2 separate regions of the Mustela erminea genome follow, and region 1 is linked to region 2. The links are chromatin contacts, called in public Hi-C maps. All regions are on one chromosome and are shown on one strand. The core of a region is the stretch at or near the end of the contact, and the rest is flanking DNA. Distances in the headings are between cores, read along the strand shown.

The links. Hi-C and Micro-C count contacts between places; a contact is called where the count stands out from the background.
Region 1: a Hi-C map of fibroblasts shows a contact between it and region 2, with 5 times the contacts expected there. The contact joins the promoter of PFKFB2 here to the promoter of CD55 in region 2. A contact is called at or near these places in 2 of 3 Hi-C or Micro-C datasets (fibroblasts and spleen).

The regions. Positions count from the first base shown.
Region 1 is chr17:37,698,166-37,700,865 of mMusErm1.Pri, forward strand. It overlaps PFKFB2 (6-phosphofructo-2-kinase/fructose-2,6-bisphosphatase 2), which reads right to left and starts at 1,422. Exons shown (of 16, transcript XM_032316985.1): 1 at 110-1,422. It overlaps C17H1orf116 (specifically androgen-regulated gene protein), which reads left to right and starts at 1,602. Exons shown (of 5, transcript XM_032316982.1): 1 at 1,602-1,742; 2 at 2,099-2,258. The coding sequence starts at 1,705.
Region 2 is chr17:37,494,545-37,497,371 of mMusErm1.Pri, forward strand. It overlaps CD55 (complement decay-accelerating factor), which reads right to left and starts at 1,358. Exons shown (of 11, transcript XM_032319247.1): 1 at 1,259-1,358; 2 at 291-473. The coding sequence starts at 1,340. It overlaps LOC116576753 (a long non-coding RNA gene), which reads left to right and starts at 731. Exons shown (of 3, transcript XR_004280272.1): 1 at 731-1,040; 2 at 1,159-1,798.

The sequences.
Region 1 (2,700 bases), core at 172-2,671, 200 kb after region 2:
CGTTAGGCTGCGGACAGGAGCTGACACACTGTGGTCCGGGCCCGGCACGCCAGTAGCCGGCAAATCACGTGCCCCTGTCAGGCTCCGCCACCCTGGCGTCGGTCCTCACCTGGAGAGAATCATCGGCCAATCCGGCGCCCGCAGGCTCCCTGGGGCGGGGCTCAAGTCTGAATCGCTGACGCTGGCTCGCGAAGGTGGAAGAAACCGAAGCCTGAAGATCGCAAGCTCCCAAGTTTCCTCAAGCTGTGGAGGTTGGTTGCCTCGTTGCTAGGCAACTCCTCGGGCTGGGGGCGGGGTTAATAAAATGCAGGACTTTTTTTTCATACTCTCGCGAGAGTGGACATCTGGAGGGGATGTGACATTTCGGTGGCGGAAACCTTGTGGAGGTTAACGCTTTCCTCCCTGAATCTCAGAGAACCTTATTACATCCATAAATTGGAACGGGATCTTTAGAAGGTGGTGCGTTGCTAACGTGAGCTACCACCGTACTTGAGCTGATGACACCTTAGCTGTTTGCATCCTACCCATCGGCCAGACACTGTAGTCTAAGAAAATCAACTACTCTTGCATCCCGGACCCATCCGCATACTCCAGTGGTCTTCTACTCGTCGCCGTTATCCTCGCTCCTACCTCCTATGCTATACCATCTGTTCGGGTAGTTTCGAAAAACCAAAAAAGGAACATAGCTTCAGCAAAAAATTGGATCACAAAAGGGGTCAAAAGAGGCAAAGCTTCCATATAACTTAGAGGTAGACATAGGCTGTTATAGTAGAGGTGAGACTGCATATTTCCAGCGAACTTCTCACGTGGCCCCCAGGCCCTTCTGATGATGCTTGATTCTCCTGATAAACCCACTCCATGCAGGCGTGCTTCTTCGGATCCAGGATGGAAAAAGAACAAGGAATGTGGATTTCTTGGAAAAGGGAAATTGAGGAATGTTTTTATGCCTCCTTCAGCTGGGGATTAAATTCATCCTTCAGAACAGCTCCACTGGTGTCTCCTTCTGGAGCTTTTTACAACTCCCAGGTGTTGCGTTATGGTTGCCTTATTTGCCCCAGAACAACTGCCTTTATCCATTCGGCAGGTTTGTATTGAGCACTTATATGGGAGGCAGAGTCCTTGGTTCTAGGGACACAGGGTTGGAAAAAGTCACATAGTCTAGCATTATCACGTGGCTGTGAAATTCAATGGTTATGGACCTTTTACTCCCAACCCTCTGTCCCGATGACAGTACTTGCAGTACTAAAGTCAAGAATGGAGTCGTATTCCTATCAGTACACCCAGGGCCTGAACTGGAATCCTGATGACACACGTTAGTCCTCTTCCCTCCTCCTCCTTATACTGCTACCACCCAAATGTAGCAATTGCCCTAGGCCCAGATGCTGACCTCATACTGCGCTTTCTGATGTGGCAAATGGGCCTTTTCAAGTTACGGCGTCAAGGTGGCAAGGCCAGTCCGGTTTCCTTAACCTCAATGAGTCAATGTTTGCTGCAGCCATGAGCCTGGTCACGAGTGTCTGGTTGTTTGGGCAGGTCTTTTGACTCACTGGCCATTCCTGGGATTCGTTTGCGTTCTGAACGATGACTCTATTTTTGCCGTGTAATTTGGAAGCCCCAATTTAATAACTTCCGACCTAACGCAAGGTTACATTCCGATGTATCAGATTCAGGACTCCTTCCTCCGCCCTCTTTCCTTGAGCATATATGCTGCCAACGCACAAGGCACCGCACTTACTCTACAGGTAGCAAAGCCACTGGTACTTTAGGAATACGGATAAATCTTCATCCTTTGGCTCCCTAGGGTTGGCCGCAGTGAGTTAGTTGTCACTTTAAGAGAGTTCGCGCTCCTTAAAGCCCTAAAGCTTACGCTACCGGAAAGTATCGCGAGATCTGTGGCCACCAGCGATTTCTCGCGATGTTTGGCCCGGCAAAGGGTGGCCATTTTGGAGTCCATCCGGCGGCAGGGTGCCCCGGCGGCGTTGGCCGACCTGCTGCCGGGACCAAAGCTGGCCCCACGGTTGTGGGGCCTTTGGGCAGCTGGACCGACACGATGTGGCGGCTCCGCTGCAAGGCCAAGGATGGCACCCATGTTTTGCAGGGGTTGTCTAGCCGGACCCGAGTGCGGGAACTCCAGAGTCAAATTGCCGCCATCACCGGGATCGCCCCCGGCTGTCAGCGAATCCTCGTCGGATACCCGCCCGAATGCCTGGACCTCAGCAACGAGGATACCATTCTTGGGGATTTGCCCATCCAGTCAGGTAAGGGAATTGAGCCCGGGGCCAGGGAAAGCCCTGGGAGGACGAAGAGGAACGTGGGGGAGAACAGAGAACTGGTCTGTGGGTCATTTGGTGGGTTTGAGAACAGGGCTAAAGATAGGTTAAATAACGGAGAACTCTGACGGAGGCCGGGCAAGTGGCTAGCAAGTCCTCGACTTTATATATGATGGGAAGAGAGAGCGAGGACCCAACCTATATGAGAAGCCCAAAGCCTCGGAGCCCCCCTTTCTTCAGTCTATCTTGAAAACGTCCCATTCATTTTGCTTTTCATTCTGCATCCACAAAAGTAAAAAAAAAAGAAAAAAAAAAGAAAAAAAGAAAAAAGAAAAAGAAAAATGAGATCTATCTTCTGTGTCCTGGTGGCTCTTTCCCCCATAGCCTGGAAGAAGATAGCAGGCTGAAGTGTTCAGGACACTTTTCTTTT
Region 2 (2,827 bases), core at 108-2,607:
ATGTACTCCCTAAATTGTACCTATTGTTTATTTTCTCTATTAGTTCAGGAGTTCAGGAGTTATTTTCTCTATTAGTTCAGAAAGCCCAAACCTGTTAATGAAGAAGCAGGATCTATTCTGGGGAGGAATGTCAATTAGCTGCAGCGGGAAATGCCAGGTATACATACCCTGGGATTTCATAATGCTTGAAAACTATCAATTACCACTCATGCTGAAGAGGGATAAAAGTAAACTACGCAGCAGATACATTCCATTCCCATAATGTATATATACAAAAATGAAGAGCTTACGGTTACAAAATTCTGCCACCTCTGACCATTTATTGTTGAGACAGACCACGGAGTCTGCCTTGCCAGGAACTTTTACAAAGCCTTCTTTACATTTGTATGTTACTGTGCTTTCTTCAGGAAAACTCTGGCGGTCACCCACACTTTGTATGGCATTAGGTACCTCTGGGGGAAAGCTGCAGTCACCTAGGGAGGGAAATAAAAGAAAAGAAAAGCAGAACTGAAGGAAATGACACTTTTCAGTTCAGAGCAACATTCTTTTTGCAAGACGAGTGAGGGAAGCAGCCAAAGGCTTCTGAGGCACAGGTAACATTTCCATCCAGTGGCTGAACCGACATACCGAAGACTTGCTAGGCTGCCTGTCTTGTCAATTAATTCAGTATTAAAATAAGGAATCGACCCTTTTCTTTCAATATTTAAAAAAAAAAAGCGGTTTAGAATTGATCCTGTCACTAAGCGCACAATACAGACAGACGCCCCCGGGGAACGTCTCACCTGTTAGAGAAGACGGGCTAACATGCCGCGTCCCCAGCAGCCCACAAGTGGACTCCGTTTAAGAGGCGACAGAGGTCAGCTGTGGCCTCCCACTGCTAAAGAGATGTTGGGGGACTGAGAATTCACTCTTCGAGCCCAGCCCTTTGGCTTCCCCAGGTGTGCCTGCTCCGCCAACTCAGCCCGCGCTTCCTCAACGGTCCCCCCAACTCCCGAAGTCACGCCAGCTGGGGTCCAGCTCAGCAAGACCCCAAACTGCAGGTTAGCAGCGGAGATCCCGTCCCCGTCCCCAAGGGATCGTGCTAGTAGGCGCTCTGAGCCGTACGGGTGGAGGATTACGGGAACAATTTACCCATGCCCACATTCCTCACCTCCCCAGGTCCCCAGACTTCTCGGTTGTCACGGAGACGGATCCCGCCCCTCCCACCCAGCCTCAGGGTTCCCCCGGCGGGGCTGGGCCCCCCCCAGCCCCCACTCACCCTGCGCCGTAGGCGGACACAGCAGCAGCAGCAGCGGCAGCAGCAGCAGCGGCGGGGCGCTGAGCCCGCCGAGGAGGCACATGGCGCGCGGGGACCGGGACCGGAGTTAAGTGGAAGCTCGCTCCAGCAAGCAGCGGTAAGTAGCAGCAGCGCCTAGCTGTACCGCCAGGCGGGTTAAATTAGCGCCTGGGCGGGGCTGGGGCTGTGAATCACAAAGGGTGGGGCGAGGAGACTGGCGGGGGAGAGTGTGCCGGCACCAGGTGCCGCGCCGCGCGAGCGCCGGGGAGGGGTGCTCTCGCGGTCGCCTCCCCTAGAGACCCTGGACTGGGGACCGCGGATAATGGGCCGGGAGTGGGGCTCCCCCGCCGGTCGCCTGGACTCTCTTTTTCTCTTTGCTAGGGCGGGGCCTGCGAAGAGCTCCCATCTGGACGTGTAAATATCTGCTTTCCAAGTAAACAGAACGCTGGGGGGAACCGAGGAGAGGGGCGTGGCTCAAGTGGGAAGGGCTTTGCTGCCCGGAAATCTGCATTAGGTTGAGAGGTAATTCAGCGCTCCCGAGTGCTGCCGGGCTGAACAGAAAGTGCCTGAGCAGAGAGTGCGGTGGGTTCCCAAGTAGCCCCTGGAAACATAGAGTGCGCCCACCCAGGGACCCGGTGCCTTCAACTGGAGGTCTGTCAGATGCCAACAAGGGATAGGAAAAAATAGGAAAAAACAGCGTTGTCTCCTAGCACACTCGGTAATCTGAAAACAGCAAGTGGGAAATGGCCCAAGAAAACAGGTCAAGCAATACAGCAGGGAGTGACCATTGTTCATGCTATGTTTTGGGTGGGAATCAGTTTTCTCGCCAGGGTACTCCTTATTCAGGGAGGACAGCTCATGCATTCCGCTTTGGGACTATTCTGGTCAGACTGTCGGGAGAGACGCACTGTCCTGTGGAGTGTGCCTGTGTGATGGGAGGAGAGAAAAATGCCAAAACAAAAACCAAGCGCCAGAAAACTAAATGATAGGGTGGTGGTTTTAAGAGGAAGGTTTGTTAAATATATTCCAGTGGTTTGCAAGACTAGCCACACATTAGAGTTACACGGGGGAGCTTTAAAAAAAAAAAAAAAAATCCAGAGGCTCAAGCTACACCTCAGACGAGTTAGATTAGAATCTCTGGGGATGGGAAGGGGGCAGCAGGATTATTTAAAGAATTCCAGGTGATTACATTGGGCAGCACAAATCTATATAAGGCTGGTCAGAGTAAAGGTCTTCCCTCCCACCCACCCCGGTCTGGCTCTGTCCCTGTCAGAAACAGGAAAGGACATTTATGGAAGGGCCAGTTACTCCTCTTCATGGAGAGTAACCCCAAGAACATTTCCCTTTAGTAATTAACCTGAGTCTGGTTAGCGGAGTCTATCCTCAGTTTCCTATCCCCTGGAATACCTTCCCTGGTTCAGTGAAATCCTTGACTTGGAAATGCATCTTGGTCCATGGGTCAGATGTGGGGTATTTGTGGCATCTAGTCTTGATATTCTTTCCTAAATGTTTTTGATCACTCTTTTTCGGTTAGTAAGAGCTTTATAAGAA